Linked DNA regions of Sus scrofa: region 1 is linked to region 2. Evidence: chromatin contacts called from public HiChIP or PLAC-seq data. All regions are on one chromosome and are shown on one strand. Each heading gives the region's core, a stretch centred on a gene start, on an enhancer-like site or on the middle of the called end of the contact. The rest is flanking DNA. Distances are from core to core; before and after follow the strand shown. Region 1 overlaps MED12L (mediator of RNA polymerase II transcription subunit 12-like protein). Region 2 overlaps MED12L (mediator of RNA polymerase II transcription subunit 12-like protein).

The links. HiChIP or PLAC-seq counts read pairs in DNA pulled down with a chosen protein or histone mark.
Region 1: a contact with region 2 is called in an H3K27ac HiChIP or PLAC-seq map of alveolar macrophages. The contact joins two enhancer-like sites. A contact is called at or near these places in 4 of 47 Hi-C or Micro-C datasets (embryonic fibroblasts and fibroblasts) and 1 of 2 datasets of contacts at active chromatin or transcription factors (alveolar macrophages).

Annotation. Positions count from the first base shown.
Region 1 is chr13:91,617,075-91,624,298 of Sscrofa11.1, reverse strand. MED12L (mediator of RNA polymerase II transcription subunit 12-like protein) reads right to left here. Exons shown (of 46, transcript XM_021069608.1): 45 at 4,620-4,701; 46 at 1-2,384. The coding sequence ends at 2,332. Among named protein-coding and RNA genes, the nearest start is that of IGSF10, 59 kb to the left of the region's middle. Within about 2 kb of position 3,163, at least 6 of the 83 cell types and tissues checked have an H3K27ac peak or open chromatin away from gene starts, as enhancers often do. A contact at or near this core is called in alveolar macrophages and embryonic fibroblasts, where this site is marked.
Region 2 is chr13:91,482,224-91,489,864 of Sscrofa11.1, reverse strand. The region is part of intron 16 of MED12L (mediator of RNA polymerase II transcription subunit 12-like protein); the gene reads right to left. All of the region lies in intron 1 of GPR87 (G-protein coupled receptor 87), which reads left to right. Among named protein-coding and RNA genes, the nearest start is that of GPR87, 13 kb to the left of the region's middle. Within about 2 kb of position 2,379, at least 18 of the 83 cell types and tissues checked have an H3K27ac peak or open chromatin away from gene starts, as enhancers often do. A contact at or near this core is called in alveolar macrophages and embryonic fibroblasts, where this site is marked.

The sequences.
Region 1 (7,224 bases), core at 1,914-4,413, 130 kb before region 2:
AAAGCCTCTCTGGAGAGAGGATTAAGTGGGAGGAAATATGATCAGACAAGATTGAAAATTCCAGTTTCTCTCTGTACAACACACAGGGGAAAACCAGTTCTAGGTTTTTTTCTCAACTCTCTGCAAAATCTTCAAATGATAGGACCTTATCACATCTTAGCTTCCCCACCTAAAAAAAAGAGACAGCAACAAAAAGGTACATACCCCCCAGAGCTTTCATGTGCAAAATGATTAATAAATTAGTTTCACTACCTTCTGCAAAATATAAAGTGCATACAGATGCTATGCAATTTTAACACTCACTTGTGAAACAGTATTACTGCTGTTTGCAATCTTGAGCAACAGATATCTATGGTTCAAACTAAAAAGTGGCATTTTAAATACCAGCAATTTTTGAAAGGAAAACAGCAATCAGGACAGAACACAACTCTCACTCACTAGGCACAACCTTCACATTTCGGTTGTTTTGCCAAGGCAGTCTTTATATATTACTCTGAAGAAAAAAATAACTTGATGAACTCTTAAGTATGATTCTCAAGAGGGGAAAAAGCAAAAACAAAAACAACCTGATATACAAAACCAGCTGAAATGTCAAGACTCATCTTCTGAAAGCAGATAGAATATGTTAATTTAGTGAAAAGAATGGTCTTTAATGTTTTGGCAAAGTCTCTTCCAGCCCAGAGTAAACACAAAATGAGTGGGCTGGAGTGAAATCGTTTCACAGTGTACAAAGCAGTTCACATGGGTGCTGCCACAGCAAAGTAAGCGGACATGTATTTGAGGTCGTTTGCATGAGTCAAACTTTGCAATGAGTAACTCACCTAGGAAGATATAAATTATTTATATAATGATTTGCAAAGGAAATGATCTACTAAAGTTGTACCAGCTACATTTAAAAAAAGTAGTTCTACATGGTTTGCTAATTATAGACAGGTCTATTCACAGTATGCTCGACTACATTACGTGTAAATTCATGTGGCAAAAGAAAAGGTATTAACACAGAACATGGGAAAATATCCCCCACATGTTTTAAAATGCCCTGCAATTTTCACATTCAAAATTGTATGCCTCTAAATCTAAAAAAATATTATATGGAATACTCTTAAGTTACACAAACTGATAATAATTTACTGTATTTTTTACTCTAATAGGAGCAAATTACCACATACTTGAACAAAGTTAAAATAGTTACTATTTCTTTATAATAAATTTGATGTATAATTTACTTTACTTGTGCTTTTTGCACCAATTTATAAATACAGTATATGCAATACACAACCAAGACAGACACCAACATTAATAATTAAATTCAAAATAGCAAATACTTACCATACAAAATAAACAGCAAATACATCTCTTATGAAAACCAGAGCCATCTGGACATGGGGGCCAGATTCTCTGGAAACCATGTCAAGTTTGAGCACTGTGGAATCTCAGGCCAGCTGCAAGATTTTTTTCTCAAGTTGGCATAAGGTTCAGGAGAACCAGAACTGGACAAGGTCATTTTACCAAAACTGACAATAAATAATTGGAACAATTCCACTGTGGGTCGTTCAGGCCTTTAGAATTTACATGTTGTACCTTCACAGAGACTCTGGTCAATGAGCTCTCCACTGAAAACAAATTCAGTACAGCTACTTCTAACAGGCTTCCACATACCTTAGGGTGGCTCTCACCGAAGCCTTAGTTGAAGTTCTTGGTCTAGGAAGTTTAAGTACTAAGCAACAATCTGTTTCAGCACCTTTTGACCACAACAGAAGCAAAGAAAAATCCTACATAAATAAGAACAAAGTTTATAAAGTGCTTATGAAATTACAAACATGTCAAATTAGAGCAATGCAAATAAATGTCCATTTCATCACCAAAGGTAAATGCAGAATGAATGGGTCACTGTCCTGTCACGATCTGACGTGCCTCTCAAATCAGTAGTTTTGGTCCGGCACAGTTTGCAAAAAACAAACAAACAAAAATCTTCATCATGAATGAATACATAAATATTTTAAATCCACCACAATTCATTCTTTCTATGAGATTCAAAAAAAAGCACCAATTTCAAAAGATCTGCTACCAAACTCTTCCTGGAGTAGGCCCACATGATCCACATTTTTAAACCTATGTTAAAGCTGAATGAAACCAAACCAAACTGCACCTTTTCCTTTACTTTTTGTTTAAACACCTTTGTATGCAACGTAGCGTAAAATATGGGAAAACTTCAAATAAATGAAAGAATAAAGGGACATGTCTAAAGATGACTACTGCATTCAATTTGATTTTCTATTTTCCAGTGCAAACAAAAAGCTTCATAAGAACAAGTCTTGTCCTCTTCCAGATTCAGAAGTGTGAAGGATGCCCATAGGGAGTCACTCCTTGCTGTGGCTGGTTACCTAAGGAGAAAAATAAATTCAGATAAGATTGCAGATGCAAAATTATGCCACAGGTAGACAGTATGCTCTTGTCACTGCCTTCAAGTACCAAGCTCAGGAAGAGGGGAGCAGGTGGACTGGTCAGGGGGTACAACACTAGCCCAGAGTTTTATTACTGCTATTGAATTCATTCTGCGGTGGGGGGCTCTGCATTGGAGTTGCATACCTGCCAAGGCAGCATAAAGCTTTGGGATGCAGGGAATTGGCCCATCAAAAGTCTCTATCTCTGAACTAACAAATATCTCTACTAATATACAGAAGAACTATGAGTATCATAAAACACTGAACGTTTTCAAAACTTTAGGAAAGCACATCAGAGAGTCTGCTTTACCATGAACATCATACTAGGTAAGAGAGCGGTAGCTTGAAATTGGACAGTTGTCTGCAAATGGCTGTATGTGCATCAGAGAGAACCGTGCAAGAGTATATGCTTGTGAAAGAGTGGCTGTGTGTGTGGTGTGGGTGTGTGCATGTATGTGTGTAGGCACACACAAAGAGAAAAATGACATGGGCTTAAAAATAACTGCTGATTGCACAACTCCAGTGGGACTATTCAAATCCAGAGGCCCCGTGCACATGGACTGTGGCATAAAAGGAGCCCCTAGAGTTGTGCAATGGGCAGCTCAGCTTGGTTGCCTTTATTCAACAAAAGAAACCGGACATAACTGCTGATATCAGGCAGCAGCATCTTGTGGTTAAGACATGGGGTCTAGAAGGAGATGGTCTAAGTCCCAGCTCTTGGCTGAGTCACTCTGGGCAAACAGGTCAACACCCCCATTGTTCAGTTGTTTCCTCATCTACAGTATGGGAAAAGCCACAATTCTTCATCTCAAGGGGTGGTTTAGGAATGAAGTGAATGAACACATATAAAGTCATAGTTCCTGGGTCTAAGAAAGTACTCCAGAAATAATGGTTTAAAAAAAAAAAAAAAAAAAAAAAACATTTTGTGAGTTTGGGGAATCTGCAACTCCTTTAAAATCCGAAGTACATATCTGAAATCACTAGAAGAAAATTAAAAATAGAACATGTTGTCTCTACCTTAAAATTATATTCTATTGCCATGCAAAAATATGAACTTTGGAATTGGTGAAATACAGTGAAATTTTAACTGCATGTGTTTAATAGATCATACTGATTGAACAGTCATTGGAAAAAGATTGCTTTACACAATTAACTGAAATTAAATGAGGGAAATACTCTACAGGGGAAACAAAAAAAAAGACCTTGGTTATGCCCTCAGAGAGATAGAAGATATGAGAGATGTTCCCTCGGCCCAGGAAAAAACACAGGCAGCAGCCGGGCGGGACACTAAGACCAGAACCAAGCTGCCACTCAGTCATACACCACACCCTTCCCTCACAGTTCCCACCAGAGCTGCACCACCACCCTCAGAGCTTGTTGCTCTTTGCTCTCTACTTCAGAAGCACAGAATCAAGACCCCAGAGGAATCTCTGGTCTCGCTCCTCACCACACGAATGACAGGTAATGGCAGTGGAGTTGGCACTAGAATTTAGGTCTTCTGATTTCTGGGCCAATACTCTTTGTATCACTGGGGACTTGCTCCCATTTCTAAAAGAACCCTACCCTGGGACTCCAGCACAGGGTGAGGGGACTCACGGGAGCTGAGCTGGCACTGAGATTAGGTCTAAGAAAATAGGTGGTGGGCATGCACCTAGAGAGGCAGCAGCTGGCACGGCAGCAAGAGTACTGGGGAAAAACGCTACCCTGCAATGCCATCTGCCAGCGTGTTACAGGCTTTGGTTTCTCCCAGTCACTATCGGCAAGGAGTTGCCCTGGTAAGAGTGTCTCGGCCCTAGTGACCAGGGCATGGGTCTTTCTAGCACTAGCCTCTCCATATCTCTTGAGGGTGTTGGCAGAGTTGTGCCAGGGTGTCCAGCTTGATGAGCAAAGCACCTGCCATTCCACCAGGGTCCCCCAGATGGAAAGGAACATTCTCAATTCAGATGGAAGCAACAGGAAAACATCGTCACTGAACTCAAAGACATAAGACTGGGCCTTTCAGGAAAAGAAGCATACAAACCAAAACAGGACAAAATGAGAATAGCCTGGACTTAACCAAACATGCAAATGGCATGGAGGAAGCCAGTAGTTTTCGAGGATCTGCCACTTGCGTTTTGCCAGATGGCTCATTTTTCATGTCCTGGGAGCCGTCTGTTCCCAGCAGAGCGTACTTACTAGAAAGCTGCTTCTGGAGCTGCCGCACCAGGGCGGCCGTCTGCTGCTGCTGCTGGGTCTGCTGCAAGCCTTGCCTGGGAAACTGGAATCAGGAGAAAGGAGGGAAATCAGTTCCCATCACGGACAAGAGCAGAAAGTCTGCAGTGTGCTTTTAAACAGTGCCCAGGGCCACACCCAGGTCAACACCCGGTCATCATCTGAAGTGCCCAATCCCTTCCAAAACCCATCTCTGGCTGGTGACGTGGCCTTTACTGGAAGAGCCATGGCAGAAGGAGCCTAGTGGTGTCCAGTGGCTCAAGTAACCTTGTGACCTCATCCTTCACCCACTGACTGGTTAGTCACACCATGTTATAAGCCATTTACATCTACAAATTGAAAGCTGTCTGGTGGGAGGATTTGGGCAAGCACCTCAGGCCTGGCCTTGGGTTAAGGGTGAATGAAGACAAGAGCATAGTGAGGAGAGAAGGGGCCTGGGTCTAGGATTCATCAGGGGATGAGTCATCCAAAGCAGGATAAAGGTTGGGCAGGGGGAGCCCAGTGAGGCACAAAGGACCACACTTTAAGAGGCCCTGGCTTCCAGGGTGGTGCAAGTGCAGGCATGATATAAGGGCCTGTGCCCTGGTTCTAGCCAGTAAGTTAATACAAGAAATTGTGGTGGTTATTTCCAAGAGGAGGGACAAAAACCTATCTGGCAGAAGCAAAATTACCTTTGATTAAAATCATCAATAGTGCTGCTCTACTTTTTTCTTTAACCTTCCAATTTCAGGCTACCAATCTATTCTTCCTTTTCTTTCTTCCCTGTCCCTCTCCTCCTTTCCCCCAGGCTTACTGCTGAGGTAACAAATGATGTGTCCTGATGCAAGGCTATCTTAATCAGATGCACATTGGAATGAACTGTGCAATGTCACAGCACCTCCACAGGCCCACCCCATTCTGAGCTGGTTTTGTTTATTGTTTTGTTTTGTTTTCTGCCAATTTCCTTCCTACTGGGTTTGTGCTGGTGGAACACACCTCAGGCTGGGATGGCTGTGGCTCATCAGCAGCCCTCTCCATTTTTCTCCCTCTTCTTGCCCCACTGCAAGGGGTTAATTGCTTCCAGCCCTGGGTGTTTTATTATCCTTAGTTTCCCTTAACCCTGCCCAATCTTCTATGAATAGTTTTCTTTTAAAAACTCAATTACCCAATATGAGTGCAATATCTATTTCCTTCTCAGAGCTTACCAAATATGGCTGAAAGTAGCCCAGAATTGTAGTTGGGGTTGTCAGATTTAGCAAATGAAAATACACAATGCCCAGTTAAGTAATGCCCACAATGCTTTCAGATAAGCAATACATACTTTTTTAGTTTTAAGTATGTTCCAAATATTGTGTGGGTCAAATACCACATTTAGTATAAGTATGTCCCACGCAATATTTGGGATAAGCTTCTACTAAGGAGTTAATCATTGTTTACCTGCAACTCTAATCGGGAGTGCTGCATTTTTTCTTGGCAATCCTAAATTAGAGGGTGTTGTCAGGTTAATTCCTTTAAAACCGAATATTTGGCAAGACAATTGGCTCAACTGTTTCTCTCCCACTAGACTGTGTGTGACTTCAGGACAAAGACTTGGGCTTATTTCCTAATGTATCCTAGTATTCAGCTGCACACAGTAGGTGCACAGTGAAAACAAACTGAAAGACTACAGTTCTTTTAATTTCTAAGTAACAAGAAAGGTACACTTCCACCAATGTTAACATTTTCCCTGATACAACTCAGAAAAATAGCACCTTTCCATTTTATTTTTCTATTGCCCAAAACGGGAGGAAAATACATATGGAACTGTTGGTAACATAAATAGTGATTTTTTTTTTCCATTCAGTAGGTTCTAGGTATATTTGGAAATATTACCCTATTTATTTAACAAAACCTAATGTGACACTAGGTACTAGGCAGTGTCCTAGACATTTTAGGTTTATACCAGCCCATTTAATCCTGCTGTGGTAGGACCTAGCCCCAGCCTCTCATCCAAAGTCCTTAGGGCAGATGTGTTTCGGAATTCAATGCATATCTGATTTACCATGAAACATTCATAACATAGTGACTAATCAAGGTCTACAACAGTATTCCACAACCAAACATATTAAATTTCTACCATGAAACACACAAAGAATCCTACTAGGTAAGATAAATGAAAAGAGCTTCATGTCCATTCTGGTCAGCTTTTTACTACCAAAGGAATTCTGGTCAGATGTGCCTATTCAGTGAATTCCAAGTAAAATTTCCATTTTCAGAGGTGTTTGGATTTTGGAAATGAATATAAGTGATTGTGAACCTTAACCACTATTATTCTTACTTTCAGATGAGGAAACTGAGGCTCTAAGGGCTTCTGTCACTTGCCTATGACCTGTGTTTTAAGTATTGGGGCTAGAATTCAGACACCTTTCTGGATCGTTAGCCATGATCCAGTGCTATCCTTAATTAGAACTATTAGCTTTCGAAAACTAATTTATTTGAAAATAATCAGATTTTCTAAGTGGTTGGCTGCAAAGATATCTAATTTTAATTTATCAGCCGATTAAAGGTACACAGTGCATAAATATTTAACCTTTATTCATTCAACAAATAC
Region 2 (7,641 bases), core at 1,130-3,629:
ATCTTCCTTGGCCATGAGTTATATTACTATAGCACTTACAATATAAAATGGACTTTAGTGTATTATCTCTGCAGATTCTCACAACACCTTTGGGAGCCAGGCCAGGAAGTTATTATTTCACTCATTTCTCAGATGGGCAACTCAAGCTCTGAGAGGTAAAATGCTTTGCCCAGGGTCAGAGAGTCAAAGACCAAGTCAAAAACGTTAACACCTGCCAACCACACTGAAGTCCAGCATACCATCCAGGCTACTTCTGAGGTGCCACTGATCAAGCCAAGTAGCCAGCTTGGGGGTCACAGAAATGGGAGCTCATCTCCTGGCTTTGCCTCTCACTGTCTGTGTGATGTCGGGCAAGTTGCTGAAGCTTGCTGAGGCCCTCACCTATATGGTAACCAGGTCTGGGCTAGGGCTACAAGGAAGCATTAGACACAAACCTTGCCTAGAGGGAGTGTACTACCCAATTCACACCACCCTCCCTCAATCAATCACCAATCAATAGGTAATCAGAGGTCACCTGGGGAAAGAAAATGTTCAGTCTAAATGTGAACCAAAATATGCCTAATGGTAAGCTACAAATGTCAAGAGAAATTTAAGAGTACCTGAAAAACCAGAATGAAGGCTGTGTGCTTTGCATTCCAGCACCTTTGGGTTACTGACTCCAAGCTTGCATTAATGAAGTGCCTTATGAATACAGTGACCTAATTCAATTACAAAAAGAATTATACCTCCAGTGAGGTAACTTGTTTCTTCCCAAGGCTTTCAGCAGAGCTCTATCTTAGCAGTTCTGGAACATACACATACACATACACTCTCTCTCTCTCTCTCCTCTGGTTTAAATTGGGAAAGATTCTTAGGTTAAAGGTGATTCCAAAATGCAAGAGAGGCTGTGCCTTTCATCAGAAGCTTTGCTTTAGATGGCTTTTGTGAACTTTACATCTTTCCACTGAAATTTGCTGTATTCCCATATGATCTACTGGTTTAATCCAGCTTTTCCATAGGAAAGTGACCAAAATAACACAACAACAACAAAAAAACAAAACCTCAGATCAGACATTCTTGTAATTCCAGATGACAGCTTCCAAAGAACAAAGTGGAAAGTGGAGGACAAATAAGAGAGGTAATTAACCACAACTCTGTCATCGGAAAACCACCACCAAATAATCAGCCCCCAAAAATCATGAGCAGCTGCACAAGAATTTAACTAGCATTTATCTTCCAAATCTTGACCAGAAGAAGGGCAATAATGAGACCCTGGGAAGCCAGGGAGAAGAAAAGCATTGCCAGGGCCTGGAGGGCACACCTGCCGGGCCTTCCTGCTAAGGAGGGAGTTTCTGCAGCCTGGCCTGGAACAGTGGCTCCCCGCCCATGCTGAGATCTGACCGCCAATTATGACAGCAGGGCTGTGGGTGCCAAGGCAGCCGCTTTGGGGCCCTGGATGCCGACACTTCCTCAGTCTTCCCACCTCCCTTCTAGGGAAACTGAGGAGGTCTGGGCATCTAACACACCCAGGGTTCAAGCCTCTGCTCCACCATTAGTAACCTTTCCTTCCTTGTACCCTGGAATGTCCATTTTTTTCCCCAACCACAAAAGCAGTAGGGTTCTTGCTTAGAGGCCTTAGGAGAGGGCTGGCCACAGAGAAGAGTTCACTGGTGACAATTAATTCTTGGGTGTACACTAAGCAGCAAGATCTCCTGCCATTTCATTTTTTCTGGGTTGCTAAGAGGTACTGGGAAAATCACTGATTAAGAATCCCTGAAGCAAGACCAATTGGCAGAGAGGGGTTAGAGGAAGCAAGATATGCTTACAGTCAACATAGGGCACCTGACCCATGCTGGTCAAAGGTTGATCTGTAATATTGACATGATAAATGAGCCAAGAGCTGCAAAATTGAGTGTCTAGAGGATCAGGAAAGCAGTGCTCCTGAGTGAGGAGTGAGGAGGCTCAGGGACATCAGCAGAGGATGCTGTGAGCTGGTGACCGGAGAGCACATTCCCAAAGAGAAGGGGCAGCTACTGCCATGGGATGGTTCACACTCCATGTGGGCAGAGCTTCTCCTTGTTCAAGATCCGATCCAAATCTGGATTCTTAAGTGAAATTTCCCGATTTTTGCACATGGTTCAGGCCAAACAAAACCATCTCTCCAGTTGAGAAGATGAGCAGTTCCTTCATGAGCTTGACAGGGAAAACAAACCCCGCCTCTGCTCTATTCTCCCCCTCCCACTTCCTCTGAAACCAACCCTGGAACTGCTCTGCATTTGTACTCCAGGGCAAGATAATGGAAAGAACTGCAGATTCAGTTTCCATCATATCTGATAGGAATCCTGACCCTACCCACTACTAGCTGTGTGAGTCAGGGCCAAGTTAATTAACATGTCTGAGCCTCAGCTCTTCCCACTTGGGGAGGAAAATGGGACTAAAACACACCTAGGGCATAGGCTGCTCTGAGTGTTGCATGCCAAATCAAGGGCCAAGTTCAAGGCCTAAGATAAAGGAGACATTGACATTCATCCCTTTCTACCACTTCATTTTATTCATTTAAAAAGCCAGCTGACAACCAACAACATCACAAGACAGTTAATAAAATAATCCAGGGATGATATCAATGGGTGGCTGGAAAAAAAAAACAGAAGGTCTCTAAGCATTAAACCATCTAACCTCAGGAATGGCTGTGAAACTCAGGCTTGCCACAGACAACACATTCTTGAGAGGTTTCGTCAGTTCTTGGCTGGGAGAGCAGTAGGTGGCAGGACAGGACTGCCGCCCATCAGTGAAGTCCTGGATCGGAGCCCATTACTACGGCTGAAGCAATTTTCATTGCAACACCCTGCAGGTTCTGGGACGAGCAGAGGGTGCAAAGTTGCTCCACTGTACACCACACGGGCGGGGGGAGCTTCAGTGCTGCTGCTACTGAGGAAAGACTACAGGCAGGTGTGGCATAGAGGCAACTTAAAGGAAGTTCTTGGAGCAAAAAGCTCAATCAGTTGAGTCCACACTGGGCTGCTGAAACCACAAACCACACAACGGCCTCAGCATAAACGAGATGGCAAGAACTCAGTTTCACCCAAATATCAATCACCAAATTGTGTCCCTACAACACGCAATAGGAACTCATAAGACTCAACCCACACTCTGTGCAACTGTGCCAGATACTTCATAAATATTCTCAACGTCACTGCTTCTGGCTGTATCATCACACCCATTGAGGGGAGGAAGGCTCAAACAGTGGAGGGCAACAGAGCTGGGATGGCACCACACCATCACTGCAGTTGGCTCAGGGTAGAAGCAAGGGGTTTTTTGGTTTGTTTGGGGGTTTTTTTAGGCAAGCTAGGAAAATATTTTAAAATGTAAGACAGTAAATAAGAAGCTTAGCAGAATCTTCTATCAGTCCTACATCCATCTCTACCTCCCACCCCCTCCTTTTCTTTTTCCCATCACAGGTATGATTTTTTTTTTTTTTTTTGAAAGAGTTGTCTGAAATCACTCCCTTCCTCACCTCACAAGCATTACTCAACCCTCTGTCATCAGCCTCATCAGCCCTCTGCTTCTGCCCCTACTCCCCCCGACACACACCCACACACAGCACTACATGGGCGGCTCTGGCAAGACCAACAGTGACCTCTTTGTCACTAAAGTCCGTGCTACAGCGCTTCCCCGCCCTGCAGGATAAAACTAGTTACAACTTCTCACTTCTTAAACTCTTAAACTCACATGACATTAATCTTTTTTGGTGATCCTTTCAATTCGTGACCACTCCTTCAGGCACTTCCCTGTTCCTAGAACTGCTCCCTGGACGTCAGCCCTCTGCTGTTCTCACTCTACTGGGCAGGTTCATTCATTCACTCCCATCACTTTTTCTATCATGGATCCTCTGTTGACCTTCAATGTACATCATTAGCCAGGAGCATTTCCCTCAGCTCCAGACATCTTTGTTCAATTACTTAGCAGACATCACAGGGAGACTACAGAGGCATTCTGAAATCAGCAAATCAAAATCTGAACTCCACCCATCCTATAGTGTGCTCCTCCCACAGGCCCTAGCATCAGTGAAAGAAGCCAATACCCACTGCCAAATACTGGGAGGCCACAACACTCTTCCTCCCTCTGCACCAGTATCAATCAGCCACTAATTCCTCAACATGCCTCAAATTTGTCACAGCTCTCCACCACTCAAGGCCACCATCACCTCCCCAGCAGGTCACCTCATGTTATCTTGGGCCACGCTCAGCACGTCCATGTGCTCCTTTCTCACCGGACCTTTAGCAAACCTGCCACAACCCAGGCATCAAAGCTGCCGTGGAACCTCCTTGATCCCTGCTTCCTCACCTGGGGACATCTTTGATTTCCACAACATCCCAAACTCTCACGCTCTACTTTGTGGTCTGTTTACTTCTGGATCCTCAACTGGACTGTAAACTCCTTAAAAAGGCAGAAATGTACCCTCCTCATCTTTATAATTCCAGAGGCTGGAACATGAGTAGATTTCCAATAAATGACCTTAATGTCGGTTTGTGGTCACACTGAAGGAAAGGTAGAGATTTCCAAGGTAGGGAAAGAGGGGTGACAGCAGAAATAGGTATAAAGAAAAGCAGGGGGCTAAATATATGACATGGCCCTGAGAGGCAGCAGTTAATATACAGAATAGGATGAAAATGATCTTGAATTTCATTTAGGCAAGGATTAATGAAAATAACATGAGCAAAGAGTATGCTTACAAAGCACATAACTTATAAACATATATTCTAATTTAACCTCATAATGAGTCTACAGAGTGGACATTATGGTCATCTGATTCGAAGGGTTAATTCAAAGGGACAAGCAGGTGAACACAAAGGGTTAATTCAAAGGGACAAGCAGGTTTCACCAGAGTTTAATGCCAATTTTTCATTATCAGAACCCAGCATCTTTTGGCTTCCACATGTCTTGATCTTCAAAACTAAAAAAATAACTCCTTATGTTTCATTAGCAATTTTAATTCAAGAATTTCCGTAGCATCTCATAGTCAGGGTTAGAGAGCAGGAGTACATGGGTCATTTAGAAAGAAGAATCTAGCAGCAAGAAACAGGAGGGAGTTGAGAGGAAAGAAGCAAGAGGCAGCAAGACCAGAGAGGAGGTCTGGCACACAAGACCAGGAGGGCCTCAATCTAGAAGATGGCTCTGGGGGTAGTAAGGTGAGGACAGAAGCAAAGGAATGATATTGTAACAGAAGCAACAGAAAGACTGAACAAGGGACTGACTAGGTGAGAGTCAAGGAAAAGAGAACTATCCCATCAAGTACTGAGGTTTCAAACTCTCTCGACCAAGAGAGGAAGCAAATATTCACAGACAGGGATGGTGTGTGCTGAAAAAAAGAAAAACAGTTCAGGTTTAGAGAATTTGAGTTTGAGGAACACAGACAGACGGCAACCTCTAACAACCACCAAGTGAAGTCTGGGGAATAGAAGAGATAGATCATGGAAGGGAGGTGACGGCCGAGCATCCAAGGGGACCTGAACACTCCTGAGAAAAAGAAAATGAAAGAATGAGGGAGGAGCTGAGGCCTAAAGCTGGGAAGCATTTCATCCGGAGATGAAGACAGAAAGAGGAAACATTCAGAAGCCAGTGGAGGAGCATGAAACATCTCATTTCTAAGACCTAGAAAACAAATCAGACTCCAGAAAAGCCAAACTTCATTCCTGAACTAATTCAAACCCAACTCTCTCATGTAACTTCAACAGGAATTAAGAAAATGGGAAGATGGAGCCCTCCCAAAGTGCAAATCGTTATCCACAGAGTGTCAATTCTAAAAGAAGAAACTCTTCTTTCTTCTTTCTGGACAAATGAATTGTCCAGATCACGGAGCAAAGCCCCTCACCTACCTCAAGTGGTGGAACTCTGGTGAAATATAACTTGGCATTCCACTATTTTCTTCAAGAGATGATAGGGAATGTGCTTATTAGGTACTTTTCCTTGGTTTTGAAAACTCATCCGTCATTGTACGGTTGAGTTGTGACCCTGTTTCTCCTCCTTTTCTTTGCTCTTTGCTCCTTTTAAACTTCATTGAGATATAATTTACATATCAGGGGGAGTTCCTGTTGTGGCTCAGTGGTTAATGAACCCGACTAGTAACCATGAGGTTGCGGGTTTGATCCCTGGCCTCGCTCAGTGGGATGGGGATCCAGCGCTGCCATGTACCATGGTATAGATCGCAGATGTGACTCAGATCCCACGTTGCTGTGGCTGTGGTGTAGGTCAGCAGCTACAGCTCCGAATAGACCCCTAGCCTTGGAACTTCCATATGCCACGGGGTGCGGTCCTAAAAAACAAAAGACAAAAAATAAAAATAAATAATAATTTACATATCATAATTTTCACCTATTTTAAATGATTTTTAATAAATTTATAGAGTTGTGCCATCATCATCATTATCCAGTTTTTAGCACCCCCCAAAACTCCTCATGCTCTTACAGCTAATCTCCATTCCCACCCCTAGCCCTAAACTACCTTGCACCTCTAAAAAGATTTGCCTCTTCTGGACATTTCATTTAAATGGTATTTGGTCTTTTGCATCTGGCTCCTTTCCCTAGCAAAATGTTGTTTAATTCATTTGTATTACAGCTGCATTTCACTCCTTTTTAGTGTTAAATAGTACTCCACTTATGTGACTATACTATCTTTGGTTTATCTATTCATCAGTTGACATTTGGGTTGATTTAACTCCTAGCTGTTATGAATAATGCTAATACAAGCATTTGTATGTAAGTCTTTGCATAGGCATATGTTTTCATTTTCTTGAGGAGATACTTTGACTGGAATTGTTGGGTCATAATATAAATTTAGGTTAAACTTTTAAAAAAACTACCAAACTGTTTGCAAAGTGGCCGCGTCATTTTAAATTCCCATTAGCAACATACAAGGGTTCCTATCTCTCCACATCCTCCACAAGATCTGTCATTGTCTTTTTTATTTATACCCATTCTGGTACATGTGAAATAGTATCTCACTGTGGTTTTTATTTGAATTCCCCTAATGACTAACAAGGTTGAGTATTTTTTCATGTGCTCTTGGTGAAACATCTATACAAATCTTCAGATAACCTTTTAATTGGGCCTTTTATGGTCTTACTAGGAAGTTGAAAAGTTCTTTGTATATTCTGAATTTAATCCTTTATCATAAAGGTGATACGCAAATATTTTCTCCCAGCCTCTTTTCTTTGTCTTCCTTAATGGCTAACTGTCTGCTGTCTCTCTTGTGGCTCACCCACCTCTAGACACTACTTCTTTTCCAGTGGGAGAAGCTATACTGAACTTCTTGTTATCAAGTGAGGAATAAGTAAAGCCAAGAACAGGAAAACCACTAAACTCGTGCACACAGGAAAATAAAATTGAGGATGTGTTCTTCATGTAGACTCTTTGATATGTTTCCAAGAGAAGTTTGGTTCAAGAAAATAAGGTTTTAGAGTTCCCTAGTGGGTTAATGATTCAGCATGATCACTGATGTCACTCAGGTTCTATCCTTGACCTGGGAACTTGCACGTACCATGGGCATGGCCAAAAAAAAAAAATTTTTTTTTAAATGTTTACTGAAATCCAAGGATCATTATTATGCAGTTTAGAAAATTGCCTCAATCATTCTCCTCAGTAAACTTTGGTAAACGAAGAGAAA